Regions from separate parts of the Mus musculus genome. Here regions 1 and 3 are each linked to region 2. A link is a contact called in public ChIA-PET and promoter capture Hi-C data. All regions are on one chromosome and are shown on one strand. Each heading gives the region's core, a stretch centred on a gene start, on an enhancer-like site or on the middle of the called end of the contact. The rest is flanking DNA. Distances are from core to core; before and after follow the strand shown. Region 1 holds the start of Ddx27 (DEAD box helicase 27). Region 2 holds the start of Snai1 (snail family zinc finger 1). Region 3 holds the start of E130018N17Rik (RIKEN cDNA E130018N17 gene).

Region 1 (4,835 bases), core at 1,052-3,551, 520 kb before region 2:
CATTCAGATGAGCAGTCAGTGCTCGTAACTGCTGAGCCATCTCTCCAGCCCAGGAAACAGCATTTGAAACAGAGGGAACAGACCATGTATAGGTTTTGGGTAGAATGAGATTCATCTGTGTGAGTTCAGGGGCAAGCATGAGAGAAAGAATGTTGGCGTGAGTAGGTAAACCCTGTTGTTCTAAGAGTAGGGTGGTGTCTAAGCAGGGGCCATGGCATTACAATTTAGTGTTTTCTTTCCTTTATTTGGTTATTTGTATGCACATGTGGGACACATACATGTGTGTATGCTTGTTCAAATGAGTGTGGGTTTGTTTCTTTTGGTCACTGTTTTTTTGCCTGTGCTTTTTTTTTTTTTTTTTTTGGTTTTTGTTTTTTTCGAGACAGGTTTCTCTGTATCGCCCTGGCTGTGCTGGAACTCACTCTGTAGACCAGGCTTGCCTAGAACTCAGAAATCCACCTGCCTCTGCCTCCCAAGTGCTGGGATTAAAGGCGTGTGCAACCAATGCCCAGCTTTTTATTTTTTTAAGATTTATTTATTTTGTGTTACGAGTACACCATTGCTTTCTTCACACACACCAGAAGAGGGCGTCAGATCTCATTACTCATGGTTGTGAGCCACCATATGATTGCTCGGAATTGAACTTAGGACTTTTGAAAGAGCAGTTGGTGCTCTTAACCGCTGAGTCCTTGGTCACTGTTTTATTACTGTGAAGGGACACCATGACAAAGCGTTTAATTAGGCTGTTCTTACAATTTCAGCGCTTTTGTTCATTGTCTTCATGGTGGAGAGCTGTGTGCATGCAGACACAGTTGTAGCTTTAATTTTTTTTTCTCGACCGTATTTTTTGTTTTGTTTTGTTTTCTTTCTTTCTCTTTTTTTTCTCTGGTTTGGTTTTTTGAGACAGGGTTTCTCTGTATAGCCCTGGCTGTCCTGGAACTCACTTTGTAGACCAGGCTGGCTTGAACTCAGAAATCTGCCTGCCTCTGCCTCCCAAGTGCTGGGATTAAAGGCATGTGTCACCATGCCTGGCTTTTTTTTTTTTTTTTTTTTTCTGAGACAGGATTTCTCTATATAGCCCTGGCTGTCCCAGAACTCACTTTGTATACCAGACTGGTCTCAAACTCAGAAATCTGCCTGCCTCTGCCTCCCAAGTACCCGTACTTTTAATGTTTTTTTTTTTTTTTTTTTAAGATTTTATTTATTTATTTATTTATTATATATAAGTACACTGTCGCTGTCTTCAGACACTCCAGAAGAGGGAGTCAGATTTTGTTACGGATGGTTGTGAGCCACCATGTGGTTGCTGGGATTTGAACTCTGGACCTTCGGAAGAACAGTCGGGTGCTCTTACCCACTGAGCCATCTCACCAGCCCATACCCGTACTTTTAATAATGGTTCATAAATGCTTTAACCTCTCTTGTAGTCTACTACTCACCAGAGGCAGTGGAAAAGAAGGGATACAGACCAAAAGGTCCAGAGTTCAAATCCCATCAACCACATGGTGGCTCACAACCATCCGTAACAAGATCTGACTCCCTCTTCTGGTGGGTCTGAAGACAGCTACAGTGTACTTACATATAATAATAAATAAATCTTTAAAAAAAAAAAAAGAAAAGAAAATAGAACTTACAATTCGACCATCCTTAAAATATTATCTATTATTTAAACTTTTATGTGCCTGCATCATGCCTGCATACATGTCTGTGCACCAGATGTTCCCAGTGGCCGCAGAGGTCAGATACGGAGTTACAGACAGCTGTGAGCCACCTTGTGGGTGCTAGGAATCAAACCTGGGTCTTCTGCAGGAGCAACCAGTGCTCTTAGCCACTAAACCAGCCCTCCAGGAATCCAGCCCCCTGTTAATTATTATAATTGTGTATACAGAGGGGCGTGTTCACTTGAAAAGGGTGTGAAGATCAGAGGACAACTCTGGATTCCGAGCTCTTCTTTCCCCTTGTAGGTACCGGGATCGCACTCAGGAGTAGTGTGGCCTTTGCCATGCTGAGCCAGATGGCAGCCCTGACTACCATTTTGTTGTTAAGTTCCCAAATGTACACATACTTCTAATTTTTCCCTCACCTTTACACACTCTCAGACTTCTATTTCTTTCCCAAAACAAAGTAGTTTTCTAATCTAAACAACGCCCCACCCATTTGATTTTATTATTGGAAACCACGCAGGCCCGCGAAGTCTCAAAGTGCCGCCCCCGAGCGGAAGTGACGTGAAGCACATGCGCGCGACGCCGAGCGGGTCGCGGAAAAGGCGGGTCGTGTCGGCGCGCCGCACTCGCTACGTCCGGAAGTGGCTGCTTCTTCAGCATGCTGGCGGAGCTCGGCTTCATCCGGACCATCGGCGAGAATGACGAGGTGCCGGTTGAGCCCGAGTCGGACTCCGGAGACGAGGAGGAGGAGGTAGGAGCCGGCGGGAGAAGGGGCCGTGGGCGGGAGCGGCCGGGAACCAGCTGCGGGCCCCAGGCCCTCCTCAGCGTGCTCAGGTGTCCCCATGCAGGCCGTGTCACCAAGCTGTGCGGAGTCGAACTTCGCAGGCGAAGTCAGTCTTGCTTCCTGCCCAGTCGGGGACACATGCTCCCACCTATCCATCAAGCCTCCCAAGGGGGTTCTAGTGATGCTAGGCGGTGGGGATGTAGCCCTGAGAAAGTGGCTCCAGGGTGAGTGGCGAGAGAAAAAGACCCAAACCCAAACTCTCAGTGCCTCACACCGGCGTCAGCCAGCCTCACACGACACTAAGGATGGCCCAGGCCCTCTGCAGTCCGATTCCGAGAAAGCTGATGTCTAAGGCTCCAGTCTTTAAGGATGTTGCTGGGAGGTCGTTTGGAGCTCTGCTGGTCAGTTTAGGCGTCTGTCCAAGGCTTCTATCCCTCTGTCCATCCACACTCCGGTCTTTGCAAGTCCCACCCGCACACCTGCAAACCTGTGCCCCTCACATACTTCAGTTTCCAGCTTGGTGGTCTCCTTACCAAGTAGCTGAGTGGTCTCAGTGGTCTGAGTGGTTCCAGCCATGCAGCTAAGTTTTTGTGGCTTTCAGAGTCAGGCCAGGCTCTGTTGTCTTTTCTGCCATTTGACCCTCAGCAGCCTTCCTTGTCCTGGCAACACCGACATACCATTCCATTTCATGTCTTAGAAACTTGTGTTCTTTTTCTGCTCAGAGCCTTTCACATCTCTACCCAGCCCACTCCCCCAGGCTTTCTCTCTATAGCCCTGGCTGTCCTGGACCTACCTCGGTAGACTTCGAACTCAGATCTGCCTGCCTCTGCCTCCTGAGTGCTGGGATTAAAGGTGTGCCCAGCTTCTCTTCACACTTCTGCTCTCTGCCTGGAAGGCTTCCCTCAGTAGTTCTCCACCTGTGGCTCCAGACCCTGGGGACCCTAGGATCTCATTTCAGATATTTACATTATGATTTATAACAGTAATGAATTATGGTTATGAAGTCTCAACGGAAATAACTTTATGGTTTGGGGTCACCACCATCTGGGTTGGGAAGGTTGTGAACCATGTGTCTAGATGTCTCAGTCTGCTCTGGCTTTTTTTCTCTCCACAACAGGAGGGTTTCATTCTGGAACCCTCCTGCTGCCTCCGCTTCCCTCCGGGCTACCACTGTACAGGACAACAGTTTTCTGATGTCTGCCATTGGCATGAGGCATTTTAAATCGATCCAGGTTTGGGAGCAAGTACCTTGGTGTCCAGGATGGAGGATGACTTTGTCTCTCCTGGCATGTACTGGGTGGTGGCCGGGAGAGACTTAGCTCATGTATTACCTGCTCTGTAAGGCAGAACTAGAGCAGTGCCTCACTCCGTAAGAAGCTTGTTGGTATCCAATTCTGTATCAGTTTTGTGTTTCCTTTTGAAACTGGATCTTGGATACATTTGAGCTTCTGACGGTCCTGTTGCTGTTTGCATTGTTTATGCACATTCATATGTGTGCCTGTGTACATGTTCTTGTGCGCGTACTTGTTCACATGCACGTGTGTGGGGCCAGAGAACAACTTTGTGGGCTGTTACTCCAGTTGTCCACCTTGCTTAGAGACGGGATCTTACATAGGTATGGAATTCACTGGCTAGACTATACTGGCCATTATTACACTCCCCATCCCCCATGTCTCACCCCCATGTGTGTGTCTACACTCTTGCAAGTGTAGTATATGTGTGTAGGTACAAGCATGTGTTAGCAGGCCAGAGGTTAATGTATATCAAGTGTCTGTCATTTCTTGGGAGCTGTCCACTTTGTTTTTGGAAACCATTCTCTTACTGGAACATAGGACTTAACAGGGAGGGTCAGCTGACCAGTCAGCTTCTGCAGAGATGTCAGTTTCTGCCTTCTCAGAAGTTTTGGAGATGTGGAGACATGGTTCTGTGTCAACCCTGGCTGACTGACATCTGCCTGACACCTCTACCTCCCAAGTGCTGGAATTAAAGGTGTGCACCACCACATCCAGCTTAAGGTTTATTCATCTATGTTGAGACAGGTTCTCCCAAGTAGCCCTGGCTGTTTGGTACTCATAGAGATGCACCTGCCTTTGCCTCCCTAGTTGTGAGATTAGAGGCATGCCCTACAGCCACCACTGCCTCGTTTCTTTTGTATTCTATGTGTTGATTTGACCCCAGGTAGGCTTTTCCAGCTGGTCCACCCGTGCTTCCAGCTGTGAGTTTCTCAGGCCCCCTCCCTCCATCTCAGCCAGTCACTGTCACTCCCACTTCTCCTCTTTGTAGGGACCCATTGTGCTGGGCCGCAAGCAGAAAGCCTTGCAGAAGAACCGCAGTGCTGACTTCAACCCTGACTTTGTTTTCACTGAGAAGGAGGGCATGTATGATGG
Region 2 (4,841 bases), core at 1,210-3,709:
ATTTTGTTGTTGTTGTTGTTGTTGTTGTTGTTGTTGTTGTTGTTGTTTTTCGAGACAGGGTTTCTCTGTATAGCCCTGGCTGTCCTGAAACTCACTCTGTAGACCAGGCTGGCCTCGAACTCAGAAATCTGCCTGCCTCTGCCTCTCGAGTGCTGGGATCAAAGGCGTGCGCCACCACGTCCTGCTTGTTGTGTGGAATTGTACATACTCTACGCCTGCCTTCCTTTCTTTTCCTGACGGGCTTCTCAGTGCTAGCCTCAAAGTCCCAAGCTTTCTAGCTCTGCCTCCAAAGTAGAAGGGATACAGATGTATCCCCCATCTGGCTGTAGCTATTGTTTGCTGCTGTATGGTCTTCTATTGTGGGTATGCAACCTGGTTAGTCCGTGTCTATTGTTGATAGATATTTGAGTGTTTTGTTTTGTTTTGTTTGGGATTTCTGCTCTCTCTCTCTCTCTCTCTCTCTTTCTCTCTCTCTCTCTCTCTTCCTTTTTCTTTTTGATATTAAGAGTACAGGTGTCAGCCAGGCCATGGTGGCACACACCTTTGATCCCAGCACTTGGGAGGTGGAGCCAGGTGAATCTCTGAGTTCAAGGGCAGCCTGGTCTAAAGAGAAACCCTGTGGGGGGCTGGGGGGGGTTATTTACAGGTGTCAGGACTGTCCTTTTGTTTGGTCTGGGTTTGAGGCTGGCCGTGGGTTCTTAGCTTTGGTTGCTCTTTAGAGGCATCCAGTCCTTTTGACAGTTAAAATTCGATGCCAACAACCCCGCCCTAGATAAGCGAATCAGGATGTGTCTGCCAGTGAGGGCAGGGCGGGCTTAGGTGTTTTCAGACACTCTTGAGGAAAAGCTTGGCTGAAAAACCCTAGGTGGCAGTCGGCCTAGGAAGGGAGCTTCCTGGGCGTGGAGAGTCACCTGTCACCCGTTAGGGGCTAAGTCACACCTTTCCTAAGCGGCATGCCAGCCAGCATCCATCATTTGACCAAGTTTTACTTTCAGGCCTCTGGCAGGTGTGAGGTTGTGAACAGGCCTCCCCTTGTGGGCTTCATTTGCCTTTCTCTTTCCTTCTTACTAAGCAGGCTTGGGGGAGGCTGAGGGGGTGGAGTGGGGGGCTGCTGAAACAAAGGATGAAAGGGATGAAAGGAAGCCTAGCCAGGTGTGGATCTGGAAGAGAAAACAGGACTGGAGGAAGGCAGGTACCAAGCAAGGCCCCGTGGTAGGAAAGCCTGTTCTCTGATCATAGGGGATGGAGAAAAGTCAAAACCTAGTCAGCTGACTTGTCCGTTGGGACGAGGGTGGTGGTGGGGCGCTGTGTGCTCTCCCTCTGGACTCAGGGAGACTCATGGATGAACTAAATCTACCCAGAGGGCAGTGTTCTCCACGATGGTTGCCTGTTGTCTGACCATCCTCCCACTCCCCCACCCCCCACCCCCAGTGCTGGGAGTCTGATTCTATTCCCTGTTGTTACCTCCAGTGCCTAGAGACTCGATGCTAGCTGGTGCCCCAGAGGTTTCCGTAGACCCTCTGCTTTATAGGTGTTTATAACCCCATACTATGGGGGTGTGGGTTTGGTTTCCGAGGCCACCCTTCCTCCCTGTGAACGTTCCAACACGATTTTCAGGAAGTCGGGAGCCTTAGCCCTGGTCCTTGCTACCTCTGCCTCGCACCTGCCCTTATTGGTGTTTCACAATGCAACTCTAAACACGTCCGTCCTCAGCTGAAAGTCCTTCCGTGACTCCCCAGTGCCTGTAAGGCAAAGTCCAAACTCCTCCAAAGACCCGAGGCCAGGAAATCGGACCCCTCAGGGTCTGCCCAACACCAACCTCATCCTGGAACCTGCTCTCAAAGGTTGGACAGGCAGAAGTTACTGATTCTTACCCCGGGCCTTTCCCCTCGGTGCTTCTTCACTTCCTCTAGGAAGTCATAGACACCCTCCCCTGTCAGGTGACCGTTCATTGACAGTCACAGCTGTCTCTCCCCACCTCCTTTCATCAAATCACACCTCCCTTTAGTATTCGAATCCTCTGTTTATTCTGTCTGTCTCTCTCTCCCACGGCCGGGAAGCCATCCTTGCGTAGGGCATCCCTGGGTAGTGTTTTGTTCAGGGCTGTGTAGACAGTTCCAGGAACCCCTAAGCGCGTGCATATCATCGCACTTTCTGGCTCCCCAGCGCCCAAAGGTCAGCAGCTCGGGGATGTTGCGGGGCACCGCGCTCGTCGTGGGGCAGGCGCGGCCACCAGGGGTCGCCCGAGGAGCTCGGAAGCCGCGCGGTCCGGTCCGGGAGGAGCCCAAGCGGAATCTCAGCGCCACGCGGCGGGAGCCCCAGCAGCCCAGGCGCACCTGCTCCGGTCTCAGTCTCCGGCCGCGCCGCCGCCAGCCATTGGCTCAGCCTTGACAAAGGGGCGTGACCAACAGTACGGTCACGCCCCCAGCCCTGGTACTTAAAGGAATTTGCTGCTGCTAGGGGATCGTAGTGTGCGGCCGGGCCTCGCGAGCGGAGTTGACTACCGACCTTGCGCGACCCGGTGACCCCGACTACCTAGGTCGCTCTGGCCAACATGCCGCGCTCCTTCCTGGTCAGGAAGCCGTCCGACCCCCGCCGGAAGCCCAACTATAGCGAGCTGCAGGACGCGTGTGTGGGTGCGTGGTGGGGTGCGGGACGCGGGCGGCTGGGGGGGATCCCAAGGGTGCTGGGGGGAGGTGAGAATCGGGCTCTGCGGGCGCGACAGGTGGATCTGGAGCTCCGGGTCTTGGCAGTTGGGATCCACCGAGGGTGTCTTTGACCCGGGACGGGGAGGCTCCGGGAGTTGAAGACTCGAAGGCGGGGGTAGCTTTGCGGAGTCCGGGCGGGGGAGGGGAGGGGCGGGCGGGAAGCCCCCCCACCTGGCGCCCCGAGAATCCGCTCAGCTGACTCCCTGCTGTCTCTTCTCTTCCCGCAGAGTTCACCTTCCAGCAGCCCTACGACCAGGCCCACCTGCTGGCCGCCATCCCTCCGCCCGAGGTCCTCAACCCCGCCGCTTCGCTGCCCACCCTCATCTGGGACTCTCTCCTGGTACCCCAAGTGCGGCCGGTTGCCTGGGCCACCCTCCCGCTGCGGGAGAGCCCCAAGGCCGTAGAGCTGACCTCGCTGTCCGATGAGGACAGTGGCAAAAGCTCCCAGCCGCCCAGCCCGCCCTCGCCGGCGCCGTCGTCCTTCTCGTCCACCTCGGCCTCCTCCCTGGAGGCCGAGGCCTTCATCGCCTTCCCTGGCTTGGGCCAACTTCCCAAGCAGCTGGCCAGGCTCTCGGTGGCCAAGGACCCCCAGTCGCGGAAGATCTTCAACTGCAAATATTGTAACAAGGAGTACCTCAGCCTGGGCGCTCTGAAGATGCACATCCGAAGCCACACGCTGCCTTGTGTCTGCACGACCTGTGGAAAGGCCTTCTCTAGGCCCTGGCTGCTTCAGGGCCACGTCCGCACCCACACTGGTGAGTGAGTGTGCATAGCTGAGCTCTGAGTCTGGGCTGTTTGGCCTTAGACCCTGGGGGGACTCAACACTTACTCCTAAGGCTGCCAAGCAGTGGACAAAGTAGATGTTGGTTGTTCTCCATTCTGTACCTTGCTGTTCGAGGCTAGGAGTGAAGAGGTGTTCCCTATCCGGGCTCAACCCACACTGTAGAAGTCAGACAGGATATTGCTAGACAGGATATTCTGCACCTGGCCTTGAATCCTGAGTCGAGAACTTCCCCAGTTTCCTCGTTTCTAAAATGTATCAGAGAACACTTCGTGGGGTCTTTGTAGAGTGAAGTGCTAGGTGCAGGTGCCACTAAGAAATGACTTCCCAGTGACTATGAAGACGGCTCAGTGGTTAGAGCACTGGCTACTCTTCCAGAGGTCCTGAGTTCAATTCCCAGCACACATGGTAGTTCACAACTTAACTAACTGCCTGTTAAGAGTCCAGTTCCAGAGGACCTGACACCCTCATACAGACATACATGCAGGCAACATACCAATCCATGTAGGACAAGAATAGAATAGACACATCTTTTTTTTTTTTTTTTTTTTTTTTTTTTAAGAAGAGAAACAAAGACATGACTTTGCTGTCCTCTCAGCCTTGGGCCACGTGGGAAGCTTCTAGAAGTGAGGGAAGGCTTCAGCCAGGCTTGGTGGGGGTTCCGGTTGGGCTGCTCTTTGGAAAGTGTGTCAGGCTTTGGGGTAGAGCTGTGCGTCTCTTGTGGTGGCCAGCATTGGGGCAGTGAGGCCTGGGGGTGGCAGGGAGGTATTTGCAGGTCTCACTGACACCTTTATTACTTGAATAAGATTACCCGTTTCCCCCCCCCAGGCACGGATTGCCTCAGATTTAACCTATAAAAGTGTAACAGGCTGCCTCTCTCCGGCTGGGTTGCTAAGCTGTGGGGCTCTACTTTGGGGAAGAGCTGAAGCCCTCAGGGTCCTAGGCTGCCTCCGACCACCCCCCACCCCCCAGGGACTTTGTTTTGATGTAAAGGCATGGCTCAGACAAAACCCTCCTTGAAATGCACCACCCAGTTCTCTAGGAGTTCCATTGTGTGTCTTAATGGTAGCCCAGGGGGTGGGGGCCTGCAGGGTTAGAGCAGGTGCACGGGGCAGCGGTGCCCAGCACCTGTTCTTGGCCGCAGCTGCTGGCTCATTGCACGGCAGGCCCCTTTAATCCAGGGGGTATCACATGTACAGTGTCCCCCTTAGTGGCCTTTGTCCCAGCCGGCCTGGTGCCGATTTCACACTTGCCAGGAACACTATGAAGGCGTCTGGGGGTCGGGGATCTGTGAAGAGAGAGAGAGTGTGTGTGTGTGTGGGGGGGGGGGTGTCTACACTTCCTGTGCAAGC
Region 3 (4,542 bases), core at 1,198-3,697, 620 kb after region 2:
TTACTAGTCCCTCTCTCAAGATATGTGCTGTGTGTATTCCGCTTGAAATGGAGGTACAGAGAGGTTAAGTAACTGGCCCAAGGTCACACAGCTGGGCTCTGGGAACCCTGTTCTTAGTCTATGGTACCTTGGAAACTTAGGTCTGGGAGGATACAGGGAATAAACAGATTCTAAGACGACGATTCAGTGGTAGTTCTGTCTGCAGGGATCCAATCTGGTTTTAGGGCACTAGGGGCGGCTTGTGGGAAAGGTGGGGGACACAGAATGGGATGGTAAATCAGAGGTCGGGGTTACGCTTAGCCTGTCTGTGCAAAGGCGTGCAGGTGCAGCTGAGCACAGAGCTTGCGAGGTGGCAGGAGGTGAATGTTGGTGGGGGAGCCAAGTGAGTAGGGCCAGAGTCACAGGGAGTTTAGTATTAATCTAAGGACAGTGGGGTGCCTTAGAGGGTTTTATAGCAGGGTTACCGGGCTTGGGGCCACAGCCTGCCAGGTTTGGGACACCAGACCTCAATAAGCCAAATAAAGTAGCTAATGTATAGTGAATAGCAAAAAAGGAACTTTACTTAGTGTGGCTGCAACAGAAGGATACCCAGAGATCCAGGGAGTTCCCAAATCCTTAGGGATCCTGACCGAGGGTGGGGCTTAAATAATAAGAGATTTGCATAACTCCTTAGTCAAGGCCTGACCCTGTCTGTTACCTCCTCAGTTCAGTTCCAAGGTCATGGGATTAGTTGTTAATCTTCTGGGTGACCAGTTCCCCTCAGGTTGTCCCCAAGGCTCCAGGCATTTATTCTCTCACCAGGAGAATACTGGGGAACTTTTCATTTCTTGGGGTCCATTTTTTTCCACTAGACTGAAAGCTAAAGAGAGGGTCATGAGTGTCTCTTTAGAATGTGTCCCCTCCTGCCAGACAGGCTGGGTATGGCAGAAGTAGAGACTTCTTCAGTGTTGGTGGCAACATTCAGAGACTTACCTGGGAGCTGAGGAGGGCACCTGGGTGCACCCCACCCCCCAAAGGAGGCTTTTGCTCCTAGGATTGTTCTTCAGTTGAAAATATTTCATGCTGAGCTCTGGGCTCCTTGAAAGCCCCACTTCAGGAGTTTGGGCCCCTTGTCCAATCAAAGGAGAGAAAAGAAACCCAGCCTTAGGTCAGTGGAGCAGGGCTCTGGGGAACGGAGCCTGAGGAGCAGGCCAGAGCTTAAGCCGCACACAAGAGCATCCCACCTGAAGACTGTTCCAGTCCGTGTGAAGGGAGCTTTGAGCCAGGCCTGTGCCCCCTCAGGTCTGCAGGAGACCATAGCTGATGTCTGCAGCCAACCTGGGTCTGCCCTCAGCGCCATGTGCCCAGAGGCTCAGTAGCTCACTAATTTGTTGTTAACCACTGTTTGTTTCCTGCCAAGCCAAAACATCTTGTTCATGAGGTTTTACCTTGATGAATTTTCTCCATGAGAGGTACTTTCCAGTGAAGGAAGGATCCAGGACTCAGGGCAGAGGCTGTCCATGCAGCAGGCAGTCTGGCTATGGTGGCCTAGACTGGCTTTTCACCTTAATCCAGCAGGGCTAGAAGAGACCAGGAGGCCAGGTGGTCCCAGGAAAACTAGTCAGGGGCCCTGGTGGCAGAAGGGACACTTTGCCCACAGCAGAGCAGGCATGAGACGGAACTGCAGGGAGACGGGAACAGATTCTCCTGTTTGGGAAAAAGCTGGACGTCAGACATTTTTTTATTTTTGAAACAAGGTCTTGCTTTGCAGCCCTGGCTGGCCCAGAACTTGGCATGTAGACCAGGCTGCATGTTGGCCCCGCAGCAAGGCTTAGCCTGGGTATACTGGTACACTCCTGTAATCCCAGCATTTGGGAGGAAGAGGCAGGAAGATCAGAAGTTTCAGGTCAGCCTCAGATTAGCTAGAGATGACCTTTAACTCCTAATCCTCCTGCCCCTGGCTCTGCCCCTTCAGAGGCCTCTGAGATCAGATGCATAGAATGAGGGACATCTGTCCATCAGGTTGTACTAGCTCCAGCCCAGACTTCCCAGCTCTTAGCTTTGGCCCCTGATTCTGACGTCTTATAAAAACTCCAGAGACAGGTGACTCCACTTTACAAGGAAGGAGCTCTAGGCTCAAAGACCTCACAGTGTCCCTCTCCCTGCCTGTGTTCTGTCTGGGTGGACCATAGCCTCTGTCCTACCCATGGTGACACGTGGGCGAAAGGATCTGACCCCAGCTATGAAGTCCCAGAGGGACCCTGGGTAGGATCCCTCGGCTACCATCTACCCAGTTACATTTCCAGTACCTGCAGAGGGCACGTGCTCTTCCTCAAGGTTGTGCACCCAGTAGGTGCTCAATACATTCCAGAGATATCTGACCTTCCAGCTCTGTTTGGCTCTCTGTCTGACAGCAGAGAGCTGACAGAGAAGAAATGGCGGCTGTAGGGAATGCTGCCCTGCCCTGGCTGGCCTGTAGGGGTCGTCCTTGGGTGCTAGGCTTGGAGTCCCTCCCTTCCCCACCCCCAGCCAGCAGGAGAGAGGCTTAGCTGGGCCTCCTCCCCCAGCGGGGGGCCCCAGGAGGGCCATGGGGAGGAGCCTGCCTGGCTGGAGCTGGGAGGGCTCTTGCTGAAACACAAAGCAGCCAGGGGAGGTTCCAGGCGCCTGCTGGCAGCTCTGAACCGGCTTCTTTCTCTTCCTGCCTTCAGCAGTCCTGGTGGTAAAAACGCCGCATGACAGATGGCTAATACCGAAGCAAAGATGGAGGCCGAGTCCCACACCTCCCCAGCACCCAGCCTCCTACACAATCATGCTTTTGTGTGTGTGTGTGTGTGTGTGTGTACACGCTCATGCCAAGGCAGCAAGCATACCTGTAGTGGTCAGAGTACAAGAGGTCAAATTGTTTCTGGGTTTTTGTTTTGTTTTGTTTGTTTGTTTGGTTGGTTGGTTTTTTGGAGAATCTTGTGTAAGACCAACTGGGTTGGAACTCTTGTTTTGTAGACCAGGGTGGTCACTTGCCTCTTCTTGCCAAATTTTGGTATTAAAGGTAAGCACCACCCTGTCTGGCTTAGAGAGCAGTTTATGGGCATTGGATCTTTCCACCATGTGAGTCCCTAGGATGGTGGAACCATTTGTCAGGCTTAGCAGCAAGCACCTGTACTCACTGAGCCATCTCATTGGCCCTGACCTGTGTTTTCAGATGGTTGTGTTCATGTTAAAGCTTTGGGGAGAGTCAGTTGGATTCTCATTATGACCGTGAGACGTTTTTATTTGGTGGTGGTGGGGTGTTTGTGTAGGCATAATGAGAAGCACCCCAACTTATTTGGTGGGGACACACTCAAAATTTCCTTTTCGCAAATCTGTGTCGTCCTCTGATGTCTGGGGCTTGTATGGTGACATGATTAATGGAACCTGCCTCTACTCCTGGGATCCCAAGAGCATCCAACCCAGGAGTGACAACCTGGAAGCTGTCCAACACAGCCAGATGCCCCTTGAAGGCCCGATGTCTGTCCTGGGTTATCAGATGGAAGATGGCTGTGGATAGTGGCCCAAGGCCAAGGGGTCCACCCTGTCTCCTCTGAGCTATCTGTGGTAATTTCCAGAAGGAACCCTGAGCTTCAAGCTCAGTAGGTAACGGCCTTGCCTAAGGAGCCTGAGCACCTGAGCTCTGTCCCTTGACCCCGAATTTCAAAAGCAGGGTGTGCAACCAAGTATGACCTTGTACGAGGCAAGTAAAACAGGGGGTTCAGGAGCTTAAAGTCACCCTCAGTGACATAGCAATCTCAAGACCAGCCTGGCACATAGGAGCCTCTTGTCTAAAAATTAAACCAGTTGGTAGTGATGGCACTATTGTAATCCCGGAACTGCGGAGAGGAGACGGGCAGACCCAGGACTCACTGGCTGGCCAGCCTAGCCTGATGGGTAAACTCCAGGGCAGGGACAAGAGTCTTCTCAAAACATAGGCTCAGCTGTGAGACTGTAGGCCTGATACCCCGACACCCCAATACCAGGAGGGAAAGGAAGGCAGGAGGTCAGTTGTAACTACACAGAGAGAGTTCAGGGTCAGCCTGGGCTCTGTGAGACCCTGTATCAACACAACAGAAAACCAAAAACCGGGCTGGCAAGACGGTTCAGCCAGTAAGAGGCACTTGCCACCAAGCCTAGGACACTACATGATTCCCCAAAGCACACTGAATGAAGAGAAGAAATAAAAAAGGAAAAGAGCAAGACTCGTCTCAGGTTTTGGCAGCAGATGAATGAAATGGATGCAGTAAAGAACCCAAAGTAGTCGCTCAAGCTTAAAGAAAAACATTTATTCCAGACGAAGAAGTTTCTCTCTCTCTCTCCAGCAGAGAAGCAACTGCGTGTACACGGTGGTGGTGGCGATGGCGGCGGCGGTGGTGGCGGCGGCAGCGGCGGGTGTTTCCAGGGTTTTAAGGAGAACCTGGGAGGAGGGAACTTGTAATCTGGGATGGAGGACTTTGAAGTGTATAACAGGGATTTGTTGCGTGGAGATTGAAGGAGCCTAGAAGTGGGTCAGCACAGGCCTTGATATGCTAATTG

Evidence for each region. Promoter capture Hi-C pulls out the DNA fragments that hold promoters and counts their contacts. ChIA-PET counts read pairs in DNA pulled down with a chosen protein or histone mark.
Region 1: a contact with region 2 is called in an RNA polymerase II ChIA-PET map of memory CD8 T cells, with 6 read pairs. The contact joins the promoter of Ddx27 here to the promoter of Snai1 in region 2. A contact is called at or near these places in 2 of 39 promoter capture datasets (cranial neural crest and embryonic stem cells) and 1 of 115 datasets of contacts at active chromatin or transcription factors (memory CD8 T cells).
Region 3: a contact with region 2 is called in a promoter capture Hi-C map of hippocampal neurons, with 2.8 times the contacts expected there. The contact joins the promoter of E130018N17Rik here to the promoter of Snai1 in region 2. A contact is called at or near these places in 1 of 39 promoter capture datasets (hippocampal neurons) and 1 of 115 datasets of contacts at active chromatin or transcription factors (pancreatic cancer cells).

The regions. Positions count from the first base shown.
Region 1 is chr2:167,013,012-167,017,846 of GRCm38.p6, forward strand. Ddx27 (DEAD box helicase 27) reads left to right here and starts at 2,302. Exons shown (of 21, transcript NM_153065.3): 1 at 2,302-2,415; 2 at 4,732-4,835. The coding sequence starts at 2,323.
Region 2 is chr2:167,535,736-167,540,576 of GRCm38.p6, forward strand. It overlaps Snai1 (snail family zinc finger 1), which reads left to right and starts at 2,460. Exons shown (of 3, transcript NM_011427.3): 1 at 2,460-2,636; 2 at 2,936-3,463. The coding sequence starts at 2,555.
Region 3 is chr2:168,152,066-168,156,607 of GRCm38.p6, forward strand. It overlaps E130018N17Rik (RIKEN cDNA E130018N17 gene), which reads right to left and starts at 2,448. Exons shown (of 2, transcript NR_040327.1): 1 at 2,289-2,448; 2 at 538-1,686.